Regions from separate parts of the Mus musculus genome. Here all the other regions are linked to region 1. The links are chromatin contacts, called in public HiCAR-type, HiChIP or PLAC-seq and promoter capture Hi-C maps. All regions are on one chromosome and are shown on one strand. Each heading gives the region's core, a stretch centred on a gene start, on an enhancer-like site or on the middle of the called end of the contact. The rest is flanking DNA. Distances are from core to core; before and after follow the strand shown.

Evidence for each region. Promoter capture Hi-C pulls out the DNA fragments that hold promoters and counts their contacts. HiCAR-type assays count read pairs that join an accessible place to other places. HiChIP or PLAC-seq counts read pairs in DNA pulled down with a chosen protein or histone mark. Capture Hi-C pulls out chosen DNA fragments and counts their contacts.
Region 2: a contact with region 1 is called in a promoter capture Hi-C map of liver, with 4 times the contacts expected there. The contact joins the promoter of Sbds here to the promoter of Mmp17 in region 1. A contact is called at or near these places in 3 of 484 Hi-C or Micro-C datasets (CD4 T cells, muscle stem cells and regulatory T cells), 1 of 115 datasets of contacts at active chromatin or transcription factors (memory CD8 T cells) and 2 of 9 other capture datasets (adipose tissue and liver).
Region 3: a promoter capture Hi-C map of pre-B cells shows a contact between it and region 1. The contact joins the promoter of Tmem248 here to the promoter of Mmp17 in region 1. A contact is called at or near these places in 1 of 39 promoter capture datasets (pre-B cells) and 2 of 9 other capture datasets (adipose tissue and liver).
Region 4: a contact with region 1 is called in a HiCAR-type map of embryonic stem cells, with 4 times the contacts expected there. The contact joins the enhancer-like site here to the promoter of Mmp17 in region 1. A contact is called at or near these places in 9 of 39 promoter capture datasets (the HPC-7 cell line, cranial neural crest, embryonic stem cells and 4 more), 1 of 15 datasets of contacts at CTCF or cohesin (large pre-B cells), 11 of 484 Hi-C or Micro-C datasets (CD8 T cells, Sertoli cells, bone marrow-derived macrophages and 6 more), 13 of 115 datasets of contacts at active chromatin or transcription factors (T-cell acute lymphoblastic leukemia, bone marrow-derived macrophages, embryonic basal ganglia and 8 more) and 4 of 9 other capture datasets (adipose tissue, embryonic stem cells, liver and 1 more).
Region 5: a promoter capture Hi-C map of pre-B cells shows a contact between it and region 1, with 4 times the contacts expected there. The contact joins the promoter of Rabgef1 here to the promoter of Mmp17 in region 1. A contact is called at or near these places in 1 of 39 promoter capture datasets (pre-B cells) and 3 of 484 Hi-C or Micro-C datasets (CD4 T cells, pre-B cells and regulatory T cells).
Region 6: a contact with region 1 is called in a promoter capture Hi-C map of pre-B cells. The contact joins the promoter of Ran here to the promoter of Mmp17 in region 1. A contact is called at or near these places in 15 of 39 promoter capture datasets (the 3T3-L1 cell line, 3T3-L1-derived adipocytes, the HPC-7 cell line and 11 more), 1 of 15 datasets of contacts at CTCF or cohesin (large pre-B cells), 17 of 484 Hi-C or Micro-C datasets (CD4 T cells, CD8 T cells, LSK cells and 13 more), 35 of 115 datasets of contacts at active chromatin or transcription factors (the 230-238 cell line, T-cell acute lymphoblastic leukemia, VIP interneurons and 21 more) and 4 of 9 other capture datasets (adipose tissue, embryonic stem cells, liver and 1 more).
Region 7: an H3K4me3 HiChIP or PLAC-seq map of forebrain shows a contact between it and region 1, with 13 times the contacts expected there. The contact joins the enhancer-like site here to the promoter of Mmp17 in region 1. A contact is called at or near these places in 7 of 39 promoter capture datasets (the HPC-7 cell line, cranial neural crest, embryonic stem cells and 4 more), 1 of 15 datasets of contacts at CTCF or cohesin (embryonic stem cells), 50 of 484 Hi-C or Micro-C datasets (B cells, the CH12 cell line, the G1E-ER4 cell line and 27 more), 18 of 115 datasets of contacts at active chromatin or transcription factors (T-cell acute lymphoblastic leukemia, craniofacial prominence, embryonic basal ganglia and 12 more) and 1 of 9 other capture datasets (adipose tissue).

Annotation. Positions count from the first base shown.
Region 1 is chr5:129,582,115-129,585,897 of GRCm38.p6, reverse strand. It overlaps Mmp17 (matrix metallopeptidase 17), which reads right to left and starts at 1,729. Exons shown (of 10, transcript NM_011846.5): 1 at 1,450-1,729. The coding sequence starts at 1,605.
Region 2 is chr5:130,253,572-130,257,354 of GRCm38.p6, reverse strand. Sbds (SBDS ribosome maturation factor) reads left to right here and starts at 1,825. Exons shown (of 5, transcript NM_023248.2): 1 at 1,825-2,145; 2 at 3,287-3,416. The coding sequence starts at 2,018. Tyw1 (tRNA-yW synthesizing protein 1 homolog (S. cerevisiae)) reads right to left here and starts at 318. Exons shown (of 16, transcript NM_001015876.2): 1 at 162-318. The coding sequence starts at 165.
Region 3 is chr5:130,220,476-130,224,258 of GRCm38.p6, reverse strand. It overlaps Tmem248 (transmembrane protein 248), which reads right to left and starts at 1,924. Exons shown (of 7, transcript NM_027854.1): 1 at 1,687-1,924. It overlaps Gm6598 (a long non-coding RNA gene), which reads left to right and starts at 393. Exons shown (of 2, transcript XR_377119.4): 1 at 393-525; 2 at 2,231-2,541.
Region 4 is chr5:128,998,852-129,002,634 of GRCm38.p6, reverse strand. It overlaps Stx2 (syntaxin 2), which reads left to right. Exons shown (of 11, transcript NM_007941.3): 2 at 3,048-3,125. Among named protein-coding and RNA genes, the nearest start is that of Stx2, 7.8 kb to the left of the region's middle. Within about 2 kb of position 1,699, at least 99 of the 459 cell types and tissues checked have an H3K27ac peak or open chromatin away from gene starts, as enhancers often do. A contact at or near this core is called in the HPC-7 cell line, adipose tissue, bone marrow-derived macrophages and 2 more, where this site is marked.
Region 5 is chr5:130,170,058-130,173,840 of GRCm38.p6, reverse strand. Rabgef1 (RAB guanine nucleotide exchange factor (GEF) 1) reads right to left here and starts at 2,022. Exons shown (of 9, transcript NM_001199059.1): 1 at 1,947-2,022.
Region 6 is chr5:129,018,507-129,022,289 of GRCm38.p6, reverse strand. Ran (RAN, member RAS oncogene family) reads right to left here and starts at 2,134. Exons shown (of 7, transcript NM_009391.3): 1 at 2,012-2,134; 2 at 1,716-1,762; 3 at 1,522-1,606; 4 at 1,299-1,424; 5 at 100-287. The coding sequence starts at 1,751.
Region 7 is chr5:129,047,668-129,051,450 of GRCm38.p6, reverse strand. No RefSeq gene overlaps it. Among named protein-coding and RNA genes, the nearest start is that of Gm38615, 14 kb to the left of the region's middle. Within about 2 kb of position 1,855, at least 12 of the 459 cell types and tissues checked have an H3K27ac peak or open chromatin away from gene starts, as enhancers often do. A contact at or near this core is called in forebrain and motor cortex, where this site is marked.

The DNA of each region.
Region 1 (3,783 bases), core at 480-2,979:
ACTGGGCCTGATTAAGAACTTGGATGGGCAGGGGCTCCCTCGCCCTGACTCCTCCCTCGCTCTGTCTCCTGTCCCCTAACCAGTCCCGTTAGAGATACACTGAAAGCTTGAAGGAAGACGGTGTGTGTGTGGGGGGGGGGGGGGGGGAGGGTGCGTCTGGACTCTGTTGTCACCCACCAGAACTGGGTCTGGATGTCCTAATGCTCATGGCATCGGGGAGCCAGCTATGAAAGCCTAGGATCAGGAACGTGAGGAACCCCTATTTTAGAGGCCACTGGAGTGGGAAGAAGCCACCTCAGGGGACCCTCAGACATCTGCAAGTGGGCAGAGAAAGCATGGGTCGCTGCCACCTCAGATGCCTGGGGGGTGGCAGAGTCTGCCCCTCTCAGATCCAGGGGCAAATGTTGCCAAACTGGAGGTTGCTCCCGCCCCAGTGTCTCCTCCAGCAGGAAATCTCCATGACACCTTGCCTAGACCTGAGGTGTAGGAGTCCTCGTTGCCAACCGCCCGTGGAAAGCGGACTCTGCCAGGACCCCATTAGGATATTGGCTGGCTTGTGCCAATCAGGAAGCCGCGCCTGGCCGGGTCTCCAGATCTAAGGAACCCAGGCCGGGGCCTCCTCCTCCTCCTCGAAAGCGGGCTCTAGTCACCGCGCGCGCCTTTGCAGAGGGCTTCGCGGGCCTGCGGAGCCATAAAGTCTGATCGAAACCTTCCGGGTCTCCTGCGGGTTTCCAAACCCGACTTCAGTCAGGAGGGTGGGCAAGAGGTGGGAAGAAGCCGGTACCCGGGTCCCCAAGCTGGAGTGCCTAGCTAAGCTCTGGCAGTGGGAGTTGGCGGGATGGGGACGGCAGCGGGCTTGACACAGCAGAGGTTGTCACCCGCACCGGCGGGACAAGGCCGATCGCTCCGGTGGAGGAGGGAGACGGGGTCGCGGCACGCTCGCCGTGCGGGAGGCTCTTCTAACATCGTCAGCGGGGCAAACTCGGGAACCCCAGGTTTTCCGGACGCCCACAGGCGCGTCCCCGGCCTGGGGTGCGCGCCCCTGACCTCCCACTCCGGCCGCGAAGCTCGCGGGGCGCACCGCTCCGGGCGTCTGTGACACCGGTCACCCCGCCAGAGGTCTCTGTGGAGCTGCTTTTAACCAGAGACCAGGCTCCGGCTGGGCGACCACCTCCCCGGGGCGCCCGCGGCTGCGGCGCACGACTGCACGGAGCGGGAAAGGGACCGGCATCCTCCTAGACCTGCAAGCGTGAGCCTCGAGCAGCCCGAGCCCCAGCCTCAGTTTCTCTGTCTTAAAAATGGGTTCCCCCCCACACCCCCGCCTCACCGGGATTCGCGCACCTCTCCGAAAGGAGCAAGGGCGAGTCTCCCTTCTCCCTTGCACCTCGTGAGCGCCTGGGGACTCGGCTCCCGAGTGCCCAGGGTCCCGTGCCCCTGTCGTTCACTCACCACCCCGAGGCTGAGGTCCTCCGCGCGGGGCGCGGGCGCTGCGCAGCCCCCATGGGCCGCCAGCGCCAGTACAAGCAGCAGTGGTGGCAGCCCCGGCCCGGGGCGTGGAGGGCCAGGTCCCCGGGGGGACCCAGGTCCCCGCGGGCGGCGTCCCATCCCGCTCTCCCAGGTCGGGTGGCGAGGGTCCCCGCACCCGCCAGCAGCCAGCTCCGCGCCTCGCTCGGCTCCGCGCCCGCACCGCTCCGCTCCGCGGGACTGAGCCGCGCGCCCGCCCGCCTCCGGGGCAGGGCCATGCTAATGTATGCTAATAAACATCGCCCCGCCCACTCCCTTAAAGGGGCCCCCGCGCGGGCGGGACCCGGTAATGGCACAGAAGCTTTGCCCACCCCGAAGGCTGGAGCACTGCTGCAGACAGGGAGCCGGCGGATCGGGCTGCGAGTGTCCTAGAGTTCTCTGCCGTCCTCTGGACGCGCCCCCTGGTCGCCTGCTAGAACCCTTGGTTTAGTTTCAGGTCACTTAGGACCTAAAGACCGCTGCAGCGCGCGTGATGGGCACACGGGGGAGCCCGCGGGCCACAGAGTCTTGGGGCGAGTGGGAGTAAGCACCCCGATTCTGAGAGATCGGAGGTGGGGGAGGGGATTAGTGTGATACAAGAGAGCGTAGGAGGGAGCGGGGGCATGGGGTGGGATGGGATGGGTGAGCGTGGGCGGGAGTAGGGGCTTAGGACGGGAGACTAGGCCGAGAGCACACCTGAGTCCTGTATGGAGCCTTGGGCACAGAGCACCTTTTCCCCTTAGTCCGCCAGGGAGCATCTAGCCTCTGCTGCTGAGGGTCTGCATCAGGTGTGAAAAAAGAGACTTTGTTTTGAGGGGCGGGGAGTGAACCCCCCATGCTTCCGGCGGGCTGGACCCGTTCTATCTCCGTGAGCCGGGAGGCTATGAATAGCAAACATTAGCTGGGATCTGGCACCCGCTCAGCACTTTACAGATGAAATTTTCTTTCTCGCAACCCGTAAGAAGTGGAAACCATAGTTCCCAATTTGTACACAAAGAAACTGAGGTCCAGAGAAAATAATACCTAAGTAGGAGACAATGTGGAGTGACAATGTGGAAACTGGCTGGGCCAAGGGACAGAGTTCAAAACCAGCGCCCTCCCACCCCAAGCCCCCGCCCCAGCGGCTGGGTCTCCAGCCCCTTCCCCGCGGGTTTCTCTAGTCCCTCGGTGTCGTTAGGATTACAGTCTATTTATTGTTTGCACGCGGACACTGAGGTTTAGATGATGCCTCTAAAGGAGAGGGTGGGTGACTCCCTGCTTTGAAGGCAAAGTTCCCTCCCTCAACTCCCAGCTGGTGTCTATCCATACCCTGTTGCTCTCGGGGGTCTGGGTGGTTTGGGGAGAAGATTAGATTCTGCACCAGCTTGAGATGGGTCCGTGGGTTGGGGGGTGGGAGGGCGGGGGTTAGGACCTTGACACGAGAAAGCCCTAGAGACAGAGAGTGCGCAGCCACAAGACAGTAGCATCTCCCGGGTGTTTAGCTATGTGGAACAAACTCCCTATCAACCCGTGGAACAGTACTGCCCACAGTTAGTTAAAAATGGGTCTTCCTATCTCAATTAACCTAATCTGGATAATCCCTTCGAGGCGTGTCCAGAGGCTAACCTAATCTAGATAATCTCTCACAGGTGTGCTGGGAGACTTGTTTCCTAGGAGATCCTACAGCCCGTCAGGTTTACAATATTAATGCATGACATTAGTTCATGCTGCATTAGAAGGAAGGTCGGTTCGGTCCCTAGGGAGAAGATCGATGCTCTCCTGTTAGACAAGAAGAGAGAAACGTATTGCATTCGTAGGCCCTCTGAGATCAGCTTCAAAGCTCGGGTGGCCCCATCTTCTATCTGTTCTGAGGTCTCTGGGCCTCTCCTAAATGATGTCCCTATGTGGAAAGGAAATCTCAGAGAAATGTGGAGCAAATTGGGGACAAAAGAACTGGTTCAGGAATGGGTGGCTCTAGGGGCTCTGGCTCCAGACCCTTGTCCCCTTGACTCTGCCAATTCTAACTGGTACCTCCTCCCAAGGTGCCCTGCCTTTGCCTATCTGGCTCTGGGAGTTTCTTCCAGGTCTCCTATAGTTTGGTAAATGTCTACTTGACACTACAGATATACTCTTAGATGGATAGGAATCTTTTTTGGTTTGTTTAGAACTGTGTCCTGCTTCAGCCCCCGAGTGCTAGGATTTTAACTGTGTTCTCCCATACCCAGCTAGGATGGGGGTCCTTGTAGTTATAATTGAGTTAAAAAAAAACTTGAGATAAGCTCACTGGGGATTGTCTAGGTG
Region 2 (3,783 bases), core at 576-3,075, 670 kb before region 1:
ACGGCCCTTTTAAAAGGAAAACAGAAATAAAAGGAAAGAAGAAAAAATAAGATACAGTAAAAACAAACAGTAACACATCAAGTGTAGCAACCTAAGGCCCTCGGTGGAGGGGGAATCTGTTGCCTTCTGCCCGCCCGAGACCCTGGCCAGCCCAGACTCACCCATCCTCCGCGGGGCCCGAGCTACGCAAGTCAACCGGCAAACGCAAAGAGAGAGGGACAGCGAACAGGAGGATTGAGTTTACAGGGACAGGGAAGCCATGCATGCAGTCGGCAGACCTGCCCGCGTTGGCTGCAGGGGACAGAGGCGGGCCCAGAAGGAAAAAAAAAAAAAAAAAAAGGAGCTAGCGGAAGCTCTAACTTCCTCTCTGATAGGCTCAAATAGAAAAGAGGCGGGACCAGAGAGAAGCCATCACTTCTAAACCTGGGAAAGATGCTAGAGCACTTCCTGTACTTCTCGGATTGGCTCAGAGTGGAAAGGGGCGGGCCTGTGGGAAACGCGGTCCAGAGCGGGAGATGCAAAAGCAAGCGAGCTTCCTGCTCCACTGTTATTTCTCGCTTCGGCTCAGAAGGGGAAAGGGCAGGACAGAGGGCAGTACTATCAAGAAATAAATGACAACCTGGCATGCTGCTGACTGACCATTAATCCTAGCACTCCAGAGGCACAGGCAGACGGATCTCTGGGAGTTCCTAGTTAATGGACAGCTTGTTCCGCCGCGTAGTGAGCTCCAGGACTACGTATGCCAGGGCTATAAAGAGACCTTGCCTCAATCAATCAGTCAATAAATGGAAAAAAGGAATTCAGCTTGATGACACAGACCTGTATTTCAGCGCTCTTGAGGCTGAAACAAAATGATCACGAGATTCAGGATAGCTACTATTTGGAGAAAGAGTCTCACTGTGTAGCTCTGGATGGCCTGTAACTCGCCTATATAAAACAAAATGGCTTCGAATTTACAACGCAATTAGCCTGCCTCTGACTCCCATGTGCATAGGTGACTAAGCCAAGAGAGTTTTTATTTACTTCTTTTAAAAGTTATAGCCGGGCGTGGTGGCGCACGATTTTAATCCCAGCACTCGAGAGGCAGAGGCAGGCGGATTTCTGAGTTCGAGGCCAGCCTGGTCTACAGAGTGAGTCCCAGAACAGCCAGGGCTACACAGAGAAACCCTGTCTCAAAAAAAAAAAAAAAAAGATATATATATGTGTGTGTGTATATATGTGTGTACATATACACACATATATGTGTGTATATATATCACTGACTGCTCTTCCAAAGGTCCTGAGTTCAATTCCCAGGACCACATGGTAGCTCACAACCATCTGTAATAGGATCTGATGCCCTCTTCTGGTGCGTTTGAAGACAGCTACCGTGTATTCATATACATAAAATAAATAAATAAATCTTTTAAAAAGTAAATCTTAAAAAAAAAAAAATAGGGCTGGCGAGATGGCTCAGTGGTTAAGAGCGCCGACTGCTCTTCCTAAGGTCCCGAGTTCAAATCCCAACAACCACATGGTGGCTCACAACCATCCGTAACGAAATCTGATGCCTTTTCTGGAGTATCTGAGGACAGCTACAGTGTACTTACATATAATAAATAAATCAAAAAAAATTTTTTTTTAAATTTAAAATGAGCGCAGCCTCTGAACTCTGCAGAACTATTCAACCAAAATATCATGTTTCCACCCAGATAATAAACATTACTCACCCATAATAGGTAGGCGTAACTGGCGCCTGTAAATGACGTCATCACAGAACGACCCGCCTTCCTTTGAGGGTGGAACTAGAGGGCGTAAAAAGTCACGGCGCGCAGGCGTGGTTGCTTTCTTATCGGCTGCCTGGCTAGTGCGCCACTTGACGCATGTGCAGTAGGGCAATCGGGCGTGCGGTAGCTTCTTCCCTGGTAGGTTCCGGAAGAGCCGCGCACTCCTTGGGCGTTAAGGGTTCGCGCGCCGCAGGGTCGTTTCAGCCGAGCACTTGGCGTCCCCTCGAGCTCGAGATCTGTGAACAGCCACCATGTCGATCTTCACCCCCACCAACCAGATCCGACTGACCAATGTGGCCGTGGTGCGGATGAAGCGGGGAGGGAAGCGCTTCGAAATCGCCTGCTATAAAAACAAGGTCGTCGGCTGGCGGAGTGGCGTGTGAGTAATCCTGTGCCCAGAGTTCGGCGGCCTGGCCTCCCTAACCCCGGCTCCTGCGACCCATCGGTACCTTTCAGGCCTGGTTTACCCGATTCGGATTGGGTTCTGCTTTGGGATTTTGTTAGTATCATAAAAACTGCCAACTACAAACGCCATCAGAGCCGGGTGGGACCGATGGTTTAGGCCTGTAATCCCAGCGCCCAGGAAACTGAGGCAGGAGGATTGCTGCGATTTCCAGGCCAGCCTGGAACGTGTGTGTGTGTGTATGTGTATGTGTGTGTGAGAGAGACCGTGACCGACCCTGTACTAATAAAACAAAGCTGCGGTCAAGAGGACCCGAAATTGCAGTAGCCTCTTGGATTAAATGTTTAAATCCGGCCGGGCGGTGGTGGCGCACATCTTTAATCCCAGCACTTGGGAGGCAGAGGCAGGCGGATTTCTGAGTTCAGGGCCAGCCTGGTCTACCGAGTGAGTTCCAGGACAGACAGGACTACAAAGAGAAACCCTGTCTCGAAAAAAAACCAAACCAAAACAAAAAAAGACAGGAATCCAACATTCCAAATGCTATCTCCAAGAAGAGAAACATTATGGTCATTTTCCAGGGATAACAATCGGGAAGCTAATCTTACACCTACAAATCCTGAAATTAAAACGTCACACCTCAGAATCCCCAGTTTCCCAAAGTGCGTAGTAGTGTCTTCGCTACTGCCATCTAGGGACAGATATTCCAGGACAGAAGAAACACCACTCCCCACCACACCCTGAGTTTCCTTACATAAAACAATGATGTAGTTTTTCCCTCTGTGGTGAAGTGGGAGAATCCAGATACTGTCCTTCGCAGGTAGCCACCAGAGAGAGAGTGTGGTGTGTGTGTGTGTGAGATTTCTCTTTTTTTTTTTCTTTAGGGTTTTTGTTTTGTTTTTTTTTGTTTTGTTTGGTTTTTTTTTTTTTTTTTTTTGAGACTGGCCTCAAACTCCCAATTTCCCTGCCTCTGCCTCCTAAATGGTGAGTTACAGATGTGCACATCACACCCAGCTTGCAGCACTTGCCATTTCTCTTGTTGCTATCTTGTGTTTAAATGTGAGTGGATTTTCTACTATCCAGTGGATTCACATAGGACTTTCTCTCCTGCCCTTTCAAGGGAAAAAGACCTTGATGAAGTTCTGCAGACCCATTCAGTGTTTGTAAATGTTTCCAAAGGTCAGGTTGCCAAGAAGGAAGACCTCATCAGTGCATTTGGGACAGACGACCAGACTGAAATCTGCAAGCAGGTAGGTCCTGCCAGGTGCAATGTAACAAAATCTCACGATGGTAGGCAACATCTGGACCACTGTGTTTACTGTTTTTCTTGATGAGTTTTTGTTGTTTTAGCATTTGTTGGGTCCCTCCCACCTCCAGTTTATATTGTTGGGCAATTTGGGGAGGTCTGTATGGTATTTGTCTGTTGCTATTTTTTTGAGACAGAATCTCACTCTGTAGCCCAAGCTGACATCAAACTCAGGGGATAGCCATGCTGGCATGGAACTTCTGATTCCTCCAGGGACATGCCACCTCACCCACATCCATTATAATAGCATGCAGTGATTAGGACCGGAATCCACTACTCCAGATACTATCACAAAGAAAAGAAACTTACTA
Region 3 (3,783 bases), core at 675-3,174, 640 kb before region 1:
AAGTTCTGTGGGGATAGAAAGAAGGCTCAGTTAATCTTCCAGGGCACCTGGGTTGGGCTGGTGGCAGCTCCAGTGGCAGCTCACAAGGATCTGGGATCACAGGCGTGTGCCACTAGGTCTGGCCCATAATTAGAATTCTACAGACTTCCCATACTGACAAAAACCATCCTGTAGGTCCACCACCCTTGCACTGTGCTCTGTATCCCCGACCACTCCACCCCACCCCCAAATCAGGCCCAGTTTTCTCTAATGCTCGTGTGTAAAGAGGAGAGCACTAGATGAGAGAGGGAAGAAGGGTCAAAAGGAAACACGAAGCTTTAAAACCATGGGCTCCTGAGAATGTTCAGACAAGGCAACGACAGAAGCCTGGGAAAATACGAGTTCCAGAACTGTGACATGGCTTCAGGTTATTTCCATTATGTTAAACTCACAGCTCTGGATTCTCTGCATCAGAACTAAAGCTGTGTGTCTTACAGTATGTGGAAATCCTCCCGTGATTTGTTGTATTATACAACTATGGGACAGGTAAGAAATCACCCCCCTGTCCCAGTATTGACTAGCCTTGCCACCAGGCTACCACTACTCTGTGAACAGGGCCTGGTACCACACAGCTAACAACACCCCAATATGAGGCTGAGGCAGGAGGATCACAACTTCAAGCTACACAGAGAGTTGGAGGCCAGCCTGAACTACACAGTGGACCTGTCTTTAAAAAAAAAAAAAAATTATGTTTTAGCCGGGCTTAACCGGCATGGCAGTGCACACCTGCCAACGGCAGCACTAGGGAGTCTAAGAGAATCAAGGTCAGCCTCGACTGAGTCGTGGGTTTGGACTATCTAAGGCTGCAGGAGACCCCAGACTCCAGGATTCAGATTAAAACCAAAACAATACCGTTATTACACTGTGAAACCTTGGCAGTGTGGCCCACGCCTATATCTCTGAACTACGGAGTCTGAATCGGGAAGATCGGTGTTGAAGGTGGGTCTTGTCTACATAGGGAAATCCTAGCCAGTTAAGGCTGCATTAAACCCTCTTTTGGATACATTTTTGACAACCCAAAGTCAAGTCACAAATCTAAAACTGAACACACACACACACTCACACTCACTCTCTCACTCTCACTCTCTCTCTCTCTCTCTCTCTCTCTCTCTCTCTGTCACACACACACACACACACACACACACACACACACACACACACACACAGAGAAGTTGGAAAGATGGCTACGGGGTTAAGAATACCTGCTATTCCTGAGGACCAGAGTTAAGTTCTCAGCAACCCCATCATCAGGCAGCTACCAATGGAGTGTAACTCTGGGTCTAAGGACACAACGCCCTCTTCTGGAGTCGGTGGGTATTTGCGCTCACGTGCGCAGACAAGATAATACAAACACATCATGTAAATAATTTTCCAAAACAATCATTTTTTTTTCTAAAACTTGCAAAGGATGCTAGTAGGTCCACGCAGCCTTATTCAGCCGACCTATACAAGCCTTGACTGAGGGAGCAGGACTCCGCAGGCCTCGGGAGGATGGAACAGGACCGGGTCAGCTAATAGAGGAGTGAACGGAGCTGGGGTGGCTGGGAGAGCCTGCGCACCGATCCGCCCAGCACGCCGTGGGCCCCGGGTTCAGGGTCCCCGGTCCCGGCCCATGCGCCCGCGATTACGACCCCGTCTCCTACTCACCGCCCCGCAGACTGGCGGCTCGAGCCCGCGGACGCCCGCGGCCTGGCCCTGTTCACTCGCGGCGGCGCGCGGCGGGCCCCGGGCTGCCCCGCACCATCCTCTCCGCCGCTCCGGAGACAGCGAGCGGCTCCTCGGGGCCGAAGCGACGACCCGAAGCCAGGCCAGAGCGCGCCAACGGGACGCCGGCTCCGCGCGCTGCGAACGCCGGGCTTTCCGGGTGAAGGCAGAAAACCACGTCACCACTAACGCCGCCGTGACCTCTGACCCCGCCCGCGCGCGACGGCGGCGCGGAAGGGACAGAATTGCTCCGGGGCGAGCGGCGGGTGGGGTCGGGGTTAGGAGGAGAAGCAGACTGTCTTCGTTTTGCAAATGGGAAAAGCATACACGGAGCTGCCTGAAATTTATCACTCGCATTCGCGAACTGCCGTGAGCTTGCTCGGTTCCGTCCCGAAGTGCTTCTGCAGGTCTTGGTGTGTATGGCGTGAGATAGTAAAGAGGACACGATTTTCGTTTATTTTTGTTGGAATTTTTTGTTTTGACACAGGGGTCTCGTGGATGGCAAGAGCTGGCTTCCTGTTCTCTCTGGAGCCCAATGAGGAGCCAACTACCTTAGTCATGGTGTTTGAGCACACTAATACCACCCTCCTCTCTGTAGACGGGACTCTAGGATCCACTGGATGGGAATCTGTCGCGTTTCTGGACAACAGGACAATTCATTTCAAGCCATGTCTCAGTCCCCAAGGACCTAGCTGACCTTAGAAGCAGCAAAATATTATCCTTTTTAAATTCCTCTAACCACATTAATACTGACCTTTGTACATGATTATTGAAAACCCAGGAGATCAGTTACACTTATCCATTTGTCTGGTCTTGACTTTTTTTGTTGTTCTTTAAAGACACGGTTGCTGGGCAGTGGGAAGGTTGTCCTTTGATCCCAGCATTCAAGAGTCAGAGGCAGATAGATCTTTGCATTTGAGGCCAGCCTGGTCTGCAGAATGAGTTCCAGGAAGCTGGGGCTAAACAAAGCCTGTCTTGAAAAAAAAAAAAAAAACCAAACCAACCAACAAACAAAAGAGATAAGGTCTTTCAATCCATCCCTGGCTGACTTAAAACTCACTATGTGACCCAAGCTGGTCTCAAACTCAAAGATCCATAAGTGCTGGGATTAAAGGTGTGCCATGAGACATGAGAACATTTGTGAGAATTTTCTCCTTAGGTAAAGACTATGCGATGTTTATCCCCTTTTCCTAAGGTCTCGGTGACAAACCAAAGTTCCCCCTGGAATGCCAGTAAATGTATCTGGCTTACTTACAGAGCATAGGCAAGAGGTTACTGCCAGCAGGGTGAGTGACCTCAAAGCAACTACACTGGAAAGTCCTCACCCAGAATGGATGATGGCTTCCCATAGAATGTGTAAGTGGAACTCTGATGCTTGTCTCCTCCAGAACCTCAAAGCCAAATAGTTCCAGGGAAATCGTATAGAAGACATCTGCATGTGTATGTCTGTGTGTGCACAGCATGTGTGTGCTCTCATTCCAGACAATGAGCTACCACTGCTATGCTTTTGGTTTTGAATAAGTGCAAGGAGCAGGTAGAAAGGCAGAAATACACAGTAAAACGTGATCAAATCGATGTCTATGACATCAAGCAGAACTCAGATAAGGAAGGCCTTAAACCTAGGAGGCTGGAGAAGCTGCTGAGAGGTTTTTTTAGACAGAGTGTCTTCTGTACTCTTTACAAGGGCTGACTGACAACAGTTCTTGTTATTTTTATTTAGTGCTTATAATCTAGCAAATATTGAAGTGGACTGAATGAAAATGGACCCCATCGGCCCATATGCTTGAATGCTTGGTCCCTAGTTAGAGGAACTGTTTGGGAAGGATTTAGGAGGTGTGGCCTTGTTGAAGGAGCTGTGTCACTGGGAGTGATTTTGAGGTTTCAAAAGTCCCTGCCAGGCCCACTATCTTCTCGTCTCTCCCTACTTGCTGCCTATAGATCAAGAGGTAAATCTCTCAGCTACTGCCTCAGCACCCTGCCTGTCTGCTTCCCTCCATGGTGATCATGAACTGACCCTCTGAAACTGTAAGCAAGCCCCCA
Region 4 (3,783 bases), core at 450-2,949, 580 kb after region 1:
TCTCTCTCTGCCTCGCTCGCTCACAACTTCCCCACCAGGAAGTCTCTGTCTGGCTTCTCTCAGTGGCCCTGGCAGTGGCCACCTTCTGTCCCAGCAGCCTGCATGGAGCTGCCGTTTGTTTTCTCTCCCTGTGCCCCCTGATTCTGTCATCACCCTTTCTTGAACGTCTGCCTCAAGGCAGTGTACCCTCGAGACTCTGGGCACGTTTCAGGCCATGGCTCGTGCTCAGAGAAGATTGCCAGAAACGGAGTTCTTGAGGTGCTCACAGTCTCACCCCACCGTGACCCTCCCCTCCCCCTCCCCCCTCTCTCCTTCCTACTTTGCATTATCTTTGACTTGCTGTATATCCCAGGCTTAGAGTTTACTCTGAAGCCCAGTTTAGCCTCAAACTCGGAATCCGCCTACCTCGATGTGTTGTACAGAGTAGCTTCAAGTTTGTTTGGTTTGTGTATTTGGTTGTTTTTTGGGGCCTCTCTGTGTAGCTCTTGCTGCCCTTGAACTTGCTCTGTAGACCAGGCTGGCCTTGAACTCACAGAGATCCACCTCTCTCTGCCTCCTAAGTACTTATGGTCTAGCTTGCTGGCTTCAAACTGGAGATCCTCCTGCTCCAGTTTCCTAAGGCAATTTGAGACTTCAGGTGTGAAATCAGGGTGTCAGCATCTCTGAAAGCCTGGATTTCTCCTTGCAGCTCCTAGATTCTGAGATACCCATCTTTGACACTCCATCCCCAAGGATACAGAGCTCCCTGGGCCAACCTCTGCTTTGTTCTCAGCTGCCTGCTGTCTTCCTTGCTGACCGAGTCAGCTTGATGATTTTAGCTTGTCCTCACACACACACCATCCCCAACCCCTGGAGTGAGCCACCCTAACAAGGCATGGCAGTGCCCCTATTCCACATGTGGTTCCCTTGCTGAGGGCTGTTGGGACAGCCTGTAATTCTTCAGCACTGCCCGTCATTCCAGGCATCTGGAGAGCAGCGGGTAGGCTTCTTGGGGGAAGTCACACAGAAGGGGCATCCCTGTGTGTGTGTGTGTGTGTGTGTGTGCGCGCACGCTGCGCTATGCTTCATGAATATAGAAGATAACCTTTTAGGTGATACCCATTTTTCATTAAGCTGGTCGTGGCTGTGTTATGTCCCTGGTGACAAAGGTTGCTCTCACACTCCTGTGTGTGTTTTAGAGCAGCACTCCAGCTGTAACTAACCAGCTGTCTTATCCAAATAATCAGCACTAGAGGAGAGGGGATATGGTTTGGGAAGAGCTGATTGGGCCTTAGTGAGGGTCCTGTGTGGAACCAGTGGCTTTTTATTTTTTCTTCTTCTTGGCACAGTCTTTCTGTTGTGTAACTCTGACTGGCCTGGAACTCACTATGTAGATCATGCTGACCTCGAACTCACAGTGATTCCCCAGCTTCTGTATCCTGAGTGCTAGGAATTAAAAAAAAAAAAAAGTGAATGAATGAATGAGTAAATAAGTAAGTAAATATGCACCACACTCCAACTTTGACCATGCTTCTTAAATTTGCAGATTTTTCTTAGCTGAGAACTGCAGTGATATCTTGTCTGCAAGGTTTCCTGGGTAGTAGTGGGCAGTAAAGGAACACCTCTGTGTGTCAGGCCTGCAGGGTAAAGGCTGGTAAAGGCCCCCAAGCAATGGAGGTTCCTAAGATGCCTTGCTGGGCTTGGCTGCCGGAAAGGAGGCCTGATCGTGCTGACTCATGGCGCTGGCTGCCCTGGAGGATAGAGCTCAGCAGGTCCCTCCCCTGCGCCTCCTGGCAGGCAGGGCTCAGCAATAGGACTTAGATAGAGACCATCTTCGAGGGGCCACGTATAGCTGTCCACAAAAACTGCTTCTGGCTAACTGAGACTTGTCTGTGCTGCCAGAGGCTTGGGCAGCCCGGAAGAGAGGCTGCCCAGTCAGGACCAGCATCCCTCCTGCATCCTGTGCTCTCAAGGTTCCAGGCAGGCCTCAGAGGCAGCAGCTGGGCAACTCTCCTGACCCAAGGCCATGCAGGGAGCTTCGGAAGTGCCTACTCCTGTTGTCTTGGATCCCGCCTTAGGCTGTTTCGAACAAGTAGCCCCATTCTAGCCCTTGTCTGAAATGCCTTCTTCTCCCCCACTGTTATTGATTCTGTCTTCCTCAACCCCTCTCTCCTTGTCAGGGTGTTTATTATTATTAAACACAGTGCGCGGTGGTCATCGCCCTCTTAGAAAGTATGCATGCGCCGACATATCTTGGAAGTTACCATGCACTCAAAGTTTTTGTTTGTTTTTGGATAAGGTCTCCTGTTTCCCAAGCTGGCCTTGAACTCACTCTGTAATGGAGCTGATCTGGAACTTCTAACCATTCTGCCTCTGTCTCCTAAGGGCTGGGATTACAGGGGCGGGCCACCAAACCTGGTAGCAGCTTATTATTTTCATGTGTTATTTTTTAAAAATTTGTTTTATTTTTCCTGCATGTATGCTGCACACCAGAAGAGGGTATCAGGTCCCATGAGGCTAGAGTTTTAGAAGTTAAGAGCCACCCTGTGGGTGCAGGGAACTACATTTAGGACCACTGGAAGAGCAGCCGGCGCCCTTACCACTGAGCCATCTCTCCAGCCTCTACCCCCAGTAGCATTTTTAATCTTTACAGAAAGTATAAACATTACAGGGATAGTGATGTAGCCCAGTGTTCAGAGAAGATACCGAGCATGCTCAGAGCCCTGCGTCAGTCCCCAGGATGACTCTGTGTGTGTGTGTGTGTGTGTGTGTGTGTGTGTGTGTGTGTGTGTAGTAATCTCTTCATGGAGAACAATCTGTTTCGAATGGCCCTGACTCTGGTGTAGATGGCAGCACCTGCCGTGGGGATCTGGCCTTCATTGACTCCCCCGGCTGCCCCCTTTTTTCCAGCCCATGTTTCTGTCACCAGGTAGAAGCTGCACTATTGGATGGTTGCAGGCTGTGGAGCATGGCTCCTCCCCTGCACTTGGTGTCCCGTGAGCTGAGGAGCTGGGGCCCTGAGTCGCTCTTCGGCCTTTGTGACACCTGGGAAATGTTTTCTGTTCCAGTGTAGGACAAACGACGATGGAGACACTGCTGTCGTCATTGTGGAGAAGGATCATTTCATGGACGGTTTCTTCCATCAGGTGGGTATTTAATGACGCATGGCCTCAGACTTTACCTCTGGCCACAGTTACCTCACAAGTTTATAGTCACATGTAGAGCAGCACACTTGTGTACCCTGAGACTGCGTTTTGTCTAATGGCATACCCTGTGATCTGACTGTGATCCCGTGTGGCACTAGTGCCGTCAAAGCCATCTGGGAAGTCCCCCCGCCACCCGTTTCTCCTTGTATCCCTATCGTGACTGACTTGTGACTGACTGTATTTTTGCTTGCCTTAATTTTGGAGTTTCCGGATGACGTCTCATGGTGTGTGGCCCAGGTTAGCTTTAACCTTGCCATCCTCCTGCCTCAGCCTCCTGAGCATGGCTGTGTTTAAAGTTATTTGAAGTATGTAAGTTCTTGGGGACTTTCAGCATCGTCACAATAGTAGTTAATATTGAGACAGCCTCAAGTGACTGCGTGCAGACAGCCTGGGAGGAAGGGTGGAGGCATTGCAGAGTGGAGGGCCAGTGTACTGGGGTCGTGGATCGGGCCCTGTGCTTGTGCTCTCCCTATGACTTGGATCTGTAAGATCTCAAGCAGTACTTCCTCCCTTGGGAAGCCAGCCACATCCCTGGAGTGGCTTTTTAAAGGATCGCACCTTGAGCCTTGTGACATCTCAGGAACCCAGGCTTCCTAGT
Region 5 (3,783 bases), core at 773-3,272, 590 kb before region 1:
TAAGCAAGTAAAGATTCAAATCCTGGCTGCACCTTAACCCTTTGATCAGGAACCACTAAATCTTGGAGACTCTTAAGAAGTTTACACACATGTCTTGGAGGTATACTGTCCTTTAAAGTGTCTCTCTCTTCCTTAAAGCCGGGGTTTAATTCTATAATAAAACTGTTTCTTAATAAACTCCAACTTCATTTCATCAAAGGCAAAAGGGGGGGCTGGGGCAAAATAAATGGCAAAAATAAAGTACTTGCCACACAAGCATGAGAACCTGAACCAGGTCCCCAGTCCCCACACCAAAAAAATGTTCCCTGTAGCTTGTGGGCTAGCTAGTAGTAGTCTAGGTGAATCCAGCTCCAGGTTCACTAAGAGCCTGTCTCAATGAAAGTCAAGGCTAGTATGACACCAAGGAAAATAGCTAACATTTGCTAACCTCTGGCCTCCACATGCACACACTGTGAACACACATACCAAAAGAAAAGACAGGCAAGGCAGTGGTCCACACCCGCAATCTCACCACTTGAGAGGCCTAGGCAGGCGGAATGCTCCAAGTTCAGAGTCTTGCCTGATCGCCTGATCTACACAGCCAAAGCTGTATTGCGAGACCCTGTCCCCCAAAATAAACACACAAATCAAAATAAATAAATAATCCCCCCAAACAGTAACTCTCAGAGGCTGAATAGAAACTGGGACTGTAGCTCAGTTAAACAGCCCCTATCTAACATGTGTAAACCTTAAAGTCAGTCATCACCAAGTAACAAGCAAGCTTCTTCTCCCCCCAAAACAGTCTATGTAGCCTGGACTGTCCTGGAACTCACTCTGTAGACCAGGCCTGTTCAAACTCATAGAGATCTGTCTCTGCCTCCAGCATTCTGGTATTAAAGGTGTGAGCCACCGCCACCACCGCCCAGTAACAAGCTTGACAAGACCATTTTATTTTAGCCTCTTCTTTCTTTTAACTGCGACTCTGGTGGGCGGGAGGATCGAATATTACTCTGTAGTATAGGCTGGCCTCAAACTCACTACATAGCCCCGTTGACGTCAAAACTCCCAAGACTGTTGTTCCTGACTCAATTTCCAAATACTGGGATGTCAGAAGTGGGTGACTAATTGGGTCTTCCTTTGAAAAGTAATTCTAGGTTTGTAGGTTAAAAGACCCAACAGTTAACTTCCAGGAGGTGGCAGGGGGTGGGGGGACCATAGGGGCTCTTACCACAAAACTAGGTGACGCTGTAAAACTTATGCCAGTGTCACATCTAAACTCCACAGACAGACCGAGCCTACCACATCCAGCAACACATTTCCCAACCACAGAGGTTGGTCATCAGCTCTGAGACACAGCCAGCTGCCAATGACCTAGTCTCCAAGGCGCTTCCCTCTATGGAGCCAACTTCCGCGAAGGGATGGAAGGACATCCCCTTGGCTCTCCCTTCCAGACAGCTCGGAATCAGGGACTGCCTTTATTATTATTTTCCATAAAAGGGTCTTCCTCAGTGGCAGAGGGCTGACCTCAAAACTCGCGGCAATCCTCCTGCCTCAGCTTCAGGACTTCTCATTCAGAGACACCCATAACCTTGGCCTCTAGCACCTGGGACGAGTATTCAAAACCCCGCGCCACAGCAGCCGCACCAGCCCCGGGACCCACGCGGGCTCCGGATGGGACCCGCCCGGCTGCAACCACAACTCCGGACTCGGACAGGATCGGAGCGGCAGCCGACGACCGGGGAGCGTGTCCTCCCGGGAGCCCGAGTCCCGCCGAGCTGGGAAGAACTCGGCCGAGCTGGAGAGGCCGAGAGCAGCAGCAGAGCTCCGGCGGCCTGGCCCTATGCGCCCGCCCGCCCTCCCGGCTGAGAGGCGGAACGGAGCGGCCCCGGTCAGCGCGCGGCCGGACACCGCCGCCGCCGCCCCGCTCCGTGTGGGAACGCGCCTCCGGAGCCCCCGTCCCTCCGAACCTGCTCCGCGGCTCCGCCGGCGTCCGACCGCCGCTCCCAGCGCCCCTTCAGTCACTCGGCTCCCTGCCCCGCCCCTGCCCCCGCACGCCCCGCCCCCGGCACCGCGAGCACGCGCGCGGTGCGTACGCGTGGCGTCATTTCCGTGACGCTTCGGACTTCCGGGGACTGGCTGGCGGCTGGCCGGAAAAGATTGCAACGCTCCGGAGGCTGTCCACCCGAAGGGGCAGTCCCTGAGGGCAGGGGACACCGAGTGACCGTGAGGCCCTCGCTGACGTGTCTGTGACTCGCGAGAAGCCGCGGTTTCCCCTGTCATTCCTCATTCCGTCTACCAGCTTCTGCTTGCATTAGCCTGAGGGCGACAAGGAGCCCCGAGGACAGCCATACACGAAACGGGACATCAAAGTCTGGGACCAGGAGACATCTCCCAGCGCTTAGCGAATGCGGCCGCCAGAAGGAAATACAAACACACCTTTCCCCTAGTGAGCAGTTAGCAGGGAATAGATAGTCAGGAAAAAGATCGAGAGGGAAAAGTTTAGCACATGACTGCCTGTCTGTAAAGATAGATAACGCTCCCACTGGACAGTTGACATGCCACCTCACTAGCTTTTGTTATCTCCCTGGGCCAAGAACCGTCGGGGTGGAGGAGATGAAGTTATAGGATAGGGGAGGAGAGAATTCAGAATGAACCCTACAAATGAGCAACCCAGAGTCCGTGAGACTGGCTCTCAGCTCTGGAAAAAACAAAAAACAAAAACAAAACACTGTTCCCAGCAGAATTTTTTTTTTAACCCCTGTCTCAATAAATGCCTGTTTTCACCTTTTCTGACTCTGCTATTTTGTTTTTCACTCCTGGGCACTCGTCCATAGAAAGAACCTGGTCACCTGGGCAGATGGCCCACAGAAATGAACACTCCTGGCTTGCTCTTTTTAAGAGCAGGACTTGAAACTGATTCAATTTAGGAGAATCTTAAGGAAATTGGTCCAATAGCAACTAGGCTGTGATCCCAGCCTGGCTAGGTGGAGACAGGAAGTTCAGGAGTTCCCATCTCTAGTGTTCTTGGCCTGGGCAAATATAAGGAAGGTTGTGGGGTATAGCTTTATAATGAGAGCACATGATGATGCAGGAGTTGTGAGAATAAAAGGATCTTTCATGACCCAGCTGTGCTTGGCACAAGGCTGTAGGGTGCCAGACAGGGTCAGGTTGGCCTAGGGAAGTGGCTCCAAGTTGGATGTTTAAGGTCTATGAAGATTAAAGAAAGACACAGACAAATGAGGTGAAAGCGAGTTTTATGAAAGAGGATTACAAGTAAAGAGGGCCAGAGAGATGTTTCAGTGTGTAAAAGGTTTCCCATTCAGGCTTGACAACCTAAATCCAAATCCTGGAACTGACCTGACAAAAAAAAGAAGGAGGGGATGGAGAGATGACTCAGTGGTTAAGAACGGTGGTTGCTCTTTCAGAGGAGCTGGGTTCGATTCCCAGCACCCACATGGCAGCTCACAACTGTCTGCAACTCCAGTTGCAGAGGATCCAATACCCTCACACAGACACACATGCAGTCAAAATACCAATGTACGTAAAATAAATAAATGGTTTCAACAAAAAGTAGAAGGAGAGACCCAACTAACAAAGATGCCCACTCACCTCCATGTAAGTATCATGGCATCCACACACAATAATCATAATGTAAGGAAACATGAGGAAGCCTCTCCTGTACATTTACTACTGAAGGGGGGAAAGCTTTTGGCATCAGTGAAAGATAGCTGGACAGTCAGGTTGGTGCCAACTGCCCGGGAGCTTGCTTCATCAGGTTATCTCAAACCGGATTGCAGACATCTT
Region 6 (3,783 bases), core at 885-3,384, 560 kb after region 1:
ATCCACATTAAAACCCTCTGACCAATTTTTAATATAGAACATATACGGGTACCTTATATACAATCTTCTCTAAGAATGAACCGAGAAATTAGAACGTACCTGAAGATTCTTCTTCCGGTGGAAGACAATAGATTTTGCCTTCACTTTCCTGTCTTTAATATCCACTTTGTTGCCACACAATACAATGGGGATGTTTTCACACACTCGTACCAGATCTCTATGCCAGTTAGGTACATTCTTGTAAGTAACTCTTGAGGTTACATCAAACATTATAATGGCACACTGGGCTGAAAAACATTGGAGACAGTAGAGTGTCTTAGTCTACTGCAGGACTCAGTCATCATCTTGGGCCTGACTCTGGATCACCCATCAACCCACTCCATTCAAAAGTCCTCCCTGTCCCCCACTAAAAAGTTAGATGGTAAAACATGGCACACTGACTCCAATTCCTCTTCAAATGAAAACTCCAAAAGTCAAGACCAATTCACTCTATCAACTACCTTCTTCTCCTCAAGGCACCTAATCACTAACTACCAACTGCTGGCCCATCAAAGTTCATCAAAGTTCAAACACCAGTCTTCTAAAATCTGAGCCCAGGTTTCTATAACCTACCCTGCAGGGATGGTGAGGATACAGTTTAAGAGGAAGCACGTGAGCATCCCCATTTTTTTGGTTAAAAAGTTAACCCCGGTTATAAACACCCCTTTGCCTTTACATGCGAAGAAGCCAAAGAACGAATTTTCTCATCATGCTAGTAAGATCACAAGGATATTCATTCGTCTTTAAACACCAACAGACTCTTTCCCCACTAAGCTTTTTCGATTACTTTCAAGGAGAAAAGTAAAAGTACAGTTTCCATGAGGCGGCAGGTTTCACGTGTGAGAGAGGGCCTGGCTCCAGGAGGGGCTAGAGGTTTAGTATCTTGGGGCAAATGCTCACTACTTATTTTAATGATGGGAATAATCACGGGTAAGCTACTGCGTGTAGCCCTTAATTCAAGTTTCGAAAACCAAAAAGTGACCCGGGAGCTTTCCCAATAGCTTAGTCTCCTACTAAGTTCTGAAGCCACACAGTTTGCCCCAAATCAATGCCTAGCATGACACAGCATATGATCAAACGACACCACGGACGATTCTTATAAAAGAAAAAAAAAATCTCCTATCCACTCCAACCAGGTCGCCTCCCTCCAAGAGATTTCTGTCCCCTCTCCTTAGTCACCCGGCAACGGCTGGCTCTCCGGCTCATACCCCAAGCACATGTCCGAGGGCCTGGGCCCACTTCCGCAAGGCCCCCCTCACCTTGGATGTAGTAGCCATCGCGCAGGCCCCCGAACTTCTCCTGGCCGGCCGTGTCCCACACGTTGAACTTGATGGGTCCTCTGTTGGTATGGAAGACGAGCGGGTGCACCTCCACGCCCAGGGTGGCTGCGGGGAACAGGGCGGCAGAAGGGGTCAGCCGTGCACTGCCCGCCGCCTTCCCCCGGAGGCCTCGCTGCCGTGAAGCACCCCCGGCCGCACCTACCTACATACTTCTTCTCAAACTCGCCCGTCAAGTGGCGCTTCACGAAGGTTGTCTTCCCGGTGCCGCCGTCGCCCACCAGGACGAGCTAGATTCAAGAGACGAGGCGGCGGCGTGAGCGGTCCCCGCCATGCCGTCCCCTCCCGACCTCCCCGCTCGCTCGCCCTCCGAGGGCCCCCGTGCGGCCGCACACGCACCTTGAACTGGACCTGCGGCTCTCCCTGGGCGGCCATCGCGGCGGATCCTGCGGGGAGAGAGAGCGGCTGCGGCACGTGCGCCCCACAAAGGCCGCGGCCGGGAAGAGCGCGCGGGAAGGCGGGGACGCGGCGTGAGACGGTGGGGGGAAGGGAAGCGGGCTGAAAAAGCCCAGGGCGCTGCCCGTCCGCCTCGCCTCGCCTCGTCGCCAGCGCCGCCCCGCGCCCACCCGAAGGACACCCAAACCCTCCGGTCACCGCCCGCGCCCGCGCCCGCACCCTCCCGGCCTCGACGCTACCTTCCAGAAGAGTCTCCGCGCCTGTCCGACTGGAGCTGGAAAGATGGCGGAAGCGCGATTCAAATGCCGGAGACGCAGCGGACGCCGGCGCGCGGAGGGGGGGAGGAGCCGGGAGAGGGCGGAGCAACGGCGCCGCGCCCAACCACGCGGCGCGCGTGCACGCGCACGTCCGCTGGAGCCGTCCGACTCGGCCGGGGGCCCTCGGAGCGCCCAGGGCGGGAGAGGGGCGGCGGGTCACGTGGGCCGGCCGAGCGGGGACGCGCACGCACGCGGACCGTGAAGGGCCCGCGGGAGCCGGCGCTGAGCGCGGGCTGCCACGCGCATGCGCTGGCTGCGGGAGGCCGCGCGTTACGCGGGCGGCGGCCTAGCCAGGGGCCTCGTGGGCGGGAAAGGCGGGTGCTGCTTCTCGGTCGCTCGCTGCCGCTCAGCGGGCACCGCCCGACCTTCGTCCCCAAGTCCTGTGTCCACAGGCACCGGGGATCTCGCGGGCGGGCGATCGCTAAGTGTGCGCGGCCGCCGTCTGCAGAATGAATGGAGGGAATGAATGAGGGTGCGCGCGCCCGAGGCCCGGCTTGCGTCAGCCATGCGTGCCCGGCATGGACACGGCCTGGCCTTCCTGGGAGGATGGGACCGGATGCAGTTAGTCCAGGCGTTCAGCATCCCAGGGCCCTTCCTCTGTTGCGTGGTCTGAGTAATCTGTCTCGCAGAAGATACCCTACCCTGGCTCCCTCCTGAGCAGCAATTGACCAGCAAATACAGATGCTGCTGGGGAAATGGAAAATGTATCTCTGATGACCAGAGCTTGGGGGCCCTGCTGTTACTTTGTACTATGCAATCTAAAAGGAGCCAGCACAGGCCTTAGGGTTCCAAGGCTAGCCTGGGCAACTTAGGTAGAAGACAGGTGGGAAAGTGTGCACAAAAACTATAACATAACGTTAACATAGTATGTTTAATGGAACGTCAGTTACATATTTATATAAATACAAAGTTACTATATTTTGGAGTATATGTAACAAGTCGGCTACAAGGGGCTATGCTGTGAGCTGTATTCAATAGAGGATATAACAGGAGGTGGAGATCAAACAGAGTTTAGGAGAAAAACGGTCAACCCGCCTAGTTCCAGTTTGGTAGATTGTTGATACAATGTAGCACCTGGTGCTGGGTGGTGACATCACCAGTGACCCTCTCCCCGAGAAAACTTATCATGAACTTACTTGTCCTGGCAACCAGCCTGCCGAACCGCATCATCTGGTGGCCTGGTTTGTGTTACTAACTGGCCCACGCTTAGAACTTACAAAGAACCTCATCCTAAGAAGCCGAGGGAAACAAGAGAATACACTCAAGCGGGCATAGGCGCAGCTCTCCCTGCAAGCACTGTCTGGACTGCCCACTGCTGCCTGGTTTACAGCATTTTCTTTGCCATCCAACGTGAACTGCAAACCTATTCTTAGCCTGAACTTTAAAACTTAACATGTATGAGTACTGGGGGTGTGGGTGTTGGTCGGGAGACAGCTATAGACAGGCTATTTGTACAGCCTTGGGGGGAAAGTTGCTGTTGCGGAAGGGATTGTAGCTTGTGATGGTTAGTCTACTGGATTTAGGGTTGTGAAGGGTGTGTCTCTTGTACTCACAGAGAGGTTTAACTGAACCTGGGCAGTACCCTAGACTGAACAAAATGGAGACCAGCATCGGTCTCTCTGCTTCCTGACTGTGGATACAATGTAACCAGCCACCTCACACTCTCACCATTATGCCTTCCATCTTCTGCAGAT
Region 7 (3,783 bases), core at 606-3,105, 530 kb after region 1:
AAAAAAAAAAAAAAAGTAATAAAATCTGAAAACAAACCAAAGAAACGACCCAACCTCCAGACTGCCTAACTCTTTGGGGAAGAAAGCACGGTCTTCGTTCCTGAGGCACAGTTTCAAGGCATGTGCACTGTTCTGAGATGACTATCGTCCTACCAGACAACCCTCTGTAAGAATGAGAGCTTTATTGATACGTTCGCAGTTGCCAGCACAAAATGAATCTGATAGATATGGTGCGATCTCTCACGTTTCTGTTTTTCAAAAAAGTATAGCAAAGGCATTTTTTTAAAAATGACCCCAAGCCAGGCAGTGGTGATGCATGCCTTTAATTCCAGCACTTGGGAGGCAGAGGCAGGCAGATTTCTGAGTTCGAGGCCAGCCTGGTCTACAAAGTGAGTTCCAGGACAGCCAGGGCTACACAGAGAAACCCTGTCTCAAAAAAACAAAAACAAAAACAAAAAAACAAAAAAAATAGAAAACAAAAAAACAACAACAACAAAAAAAACAACAATAACAAAAAGACCCCATAAAGCAAGGTTATCTGGGCTCGTGGGGGCTCACTGAGAGGGAACTGCCAACCAGGGAGTCTTTATGGAACTAACCTAGGCCTTCTGCACACGTGTTACAGCTGTGTAGCTTGGTCTTCTTGTGGGACTCCTACCAGTGGGATCAGGTTGTCTCTAGCTTTGTTGCCTGCTTTTGGGACCCTTTTCTCCTACCGGATTGCCTCATCCAGCCTTAACAGGAGAGGAGATGCCTGGTCTTACTGCAACTTGACATGTCATGGCTGGTTGCTAGCCATGAGGGGTCTGCCCTTTTCTGAAGGGAAATGGAGGAGGCATGGATGAAGGGAGGGGACTGGGAGGAGAAGAGGGAGGGGAAACTGCAGATGTAAAAAATAAATAATGTTAGTGGGGTGTGGTGGTACATGCACCCAGAAGGCAGAGGCAGAGGCAGAAGGATTTTTATGAGTTTGAGGCTAGCCTGGTCTACACAGCAAGTTCCACGCCAGCTAAGCTAACATAGTTAGAAAACTTCTTTAAAAAACAAAACGAGGACTGGAGAGATAGCTCAGCGGTTAAGAGTACTGACTGCTATTCCAGAGGTCCTGAGTTCAATCCCCAACATGGTGGCTCACAACCATCTGTAACGGGGTCTGATGCCCTCTTCTGGTATATCTGAAGACAGCTACAGTGTACTCATATACATAAAATGAAATATATCTTTAAAAAAGGGGGGGGTGAAGAAATGGCTCAGTGGTTAAGAGCACTGACTGCTCTTTCAAAGGTCCTGAGTTCAAATCCCAGCAACCACATGGTGGCTCACAAACAACCATAATGAGATCTGACACCTTCCTCTGGTGTGTCTGAAGACAATTACAGTGTACTTACATATAATAATAAATAAATCTTTTTTTAAAAAAACACAGTAAAAAATAATGAAACAAACAGAAACAGAAACAAAAACAAAAACAAAAAACAGGTGGTAATCTCAGTACTGGGAGAAAGAAGCAGGCAGATCTCTGTGAGTGAGAGACCAGCCTGGTCTACAGAGCTAGTTCAGGATAGCCAGGGCTATACAGAGAAACCCTGTCTCTAAAAACAAAAACAAAAACAAAAACAAAAACAAAAACAAAAACAAAAACAAAAAAAGCATTTGTCAACAAAATGACCCAGGAGAGAAACTTTTTCTGTTAGACTGGGGAACAGGGAACACCGTTTATCATTCTTAGTGCCATGGCCGTTTTTATTAACATAAGTTCTGACATTCCTTCAAGAAATCTAAAGAGCTGGCATCACGGTGCCCAGGGCTCAGCATTCCAACAGGAAAGGGTGCTGAGTTACAGCATCATTCTTTATCCAGATGGCTGCCTCACGGTAACCGTGGCAACGGGATGCTTGGTGACTAGTGAAGAAACAGATCGATGTTCACAGATGGAAGGATTTGGGATGAGGAATTTCACATGGTTTTCAATTTGCCTCCCTGTTTCCAAAGTACTGAGTCCCCAGTTCACCTTTGTCACAGTATCATTTGGTACAAACTGGGCAGAGATCCTAGGGAAGTCAAGATGATGGTCGTCGTGTAGCGTAAAAGCCAGCAGACATCTCGGTTATTATCTACTGCCCAGGAGTCTGTGCTGAGAGCGGGCAAGGAGCTCAGAAACTACTGGCTAAAACTCCAAAATTGGGGAAATGGGAGGCAGAGGCAGGCAAATATCTGTGGGTTTGGGGTCAGCCTGGTCTACAGAGCAAGTTCAAGGAAGCCAAGGCTACATAGAGAAACCCTGTCTCAAAAAACAAGAAAGTAAGAGAGAGAGAGAGAGAGAGAGAGAGAGAGAGAGAGAGAGAGAGGAAGAAAGAAAAGAAGGAGGGAGAGGGGAGGGCAAAGGGAGGGATTGAACCTCTTTGTTGTTTTTCCACCCAGTATACCAGGTGAGCTGGTCTGTGTACTTCCAAAAACTGTCCTGTCCCCACCTCCCAACTTACTGTAGAAGGGGAATTACAGACCAGCCTGTCTTGTCTGCATTTTTACATGGTTTGTGGGGTGAATTCAGGCTCCTCTGGTTGTGCAGCAAGTGCTTTCTTTACCCACTGAACCATCTCTCCAGCCCCCACCTCGTTGTAAAAGGTCAGGGGTTTTACATCCACCACGCTCCATTGAATCTCACGGTCCTGGTCCAATCCACTGTTGTTGTGTTGTTTGCTCGGGTTTCATGGAAGGAAGCAAAATAAAACTCTAAACAGAACTTGGTCTGTGGCTGGGTGGTTGAATATAACTTAGCAAGCATGCCTAAAACCGTAGGTTCAGTCGCCAGAAGTACAACAAAGGAAGAGAAGAGAAAGGAGCAGAGAAAAGGAGACAGGAAAAGGGAGGAGGGAAGAAGGAAGGAAAAAAACCTAACAGTACATAACAGATACTTTAATTCTATGAAACAACAACAACAACAACAAAAAGCCAGTGGATAATCAGGCCCTGGTGTTTGAGTATAATCAACATAGACTATGTTCCCACATGAGAATGTCACGAAACCTATTATTTTATGCAATTAAACTAAATATGCTAATAAGACAAAGGGGGAAGAATAAGAGCCCTTGGAAACAGACCACACTCTACAGACTGTACTTTGTGTACGTATGTGAATGTATGTTATATGCACATGTGTGTTATATGCACCTGTGTGTTATATATGCATGTGTGTGTAGTCAATCTTTGGCTACTTTGTGGGTTCTTCTTTCTTCTACCCTTCTCCACCCCTTTTCTTCCACCCTCTCAACCCCCTAACACCTCATAGGAGAGAAAAAAAAGGATAGAAAGGAAATAGGTGACCTTATTCTTAGACTACTTCCTGCTGATTGGGGCGTCCAGTTCCTTGGGGCCAGTTCGATCTTTGCTGTCAGAATATCTCATTTCTTCCTGTTGTTTCTTCTTTGCTCACGGCTACTTAACAAACTGTGACCAACATCCACCAACCAACAGCAACAGCAACAACAGCCCCTAGCATTTAATAATTCCTCTCAAAGGTCCCCAGAATTCTCAACATCACACAGTCACAGTAACTATCTGCCACTGGCAAAATCATGCCCCTGCTAGAGCACGAGGCAAATCACAGTCAGGTGCTATGGGCAATCTGAAGCAGCCCCATACCTAGGATTAAAACAAAAACATATTCCCATAATACTTCTGTGTTTTTTAAAGAAACTAAAAACTTCACTACCTGTGTGTATACACATGTGTATGTGCTTTCTGTAGGTGTGGGTGTGTGCGCGTGTGCGTGCAAGCGCCAGC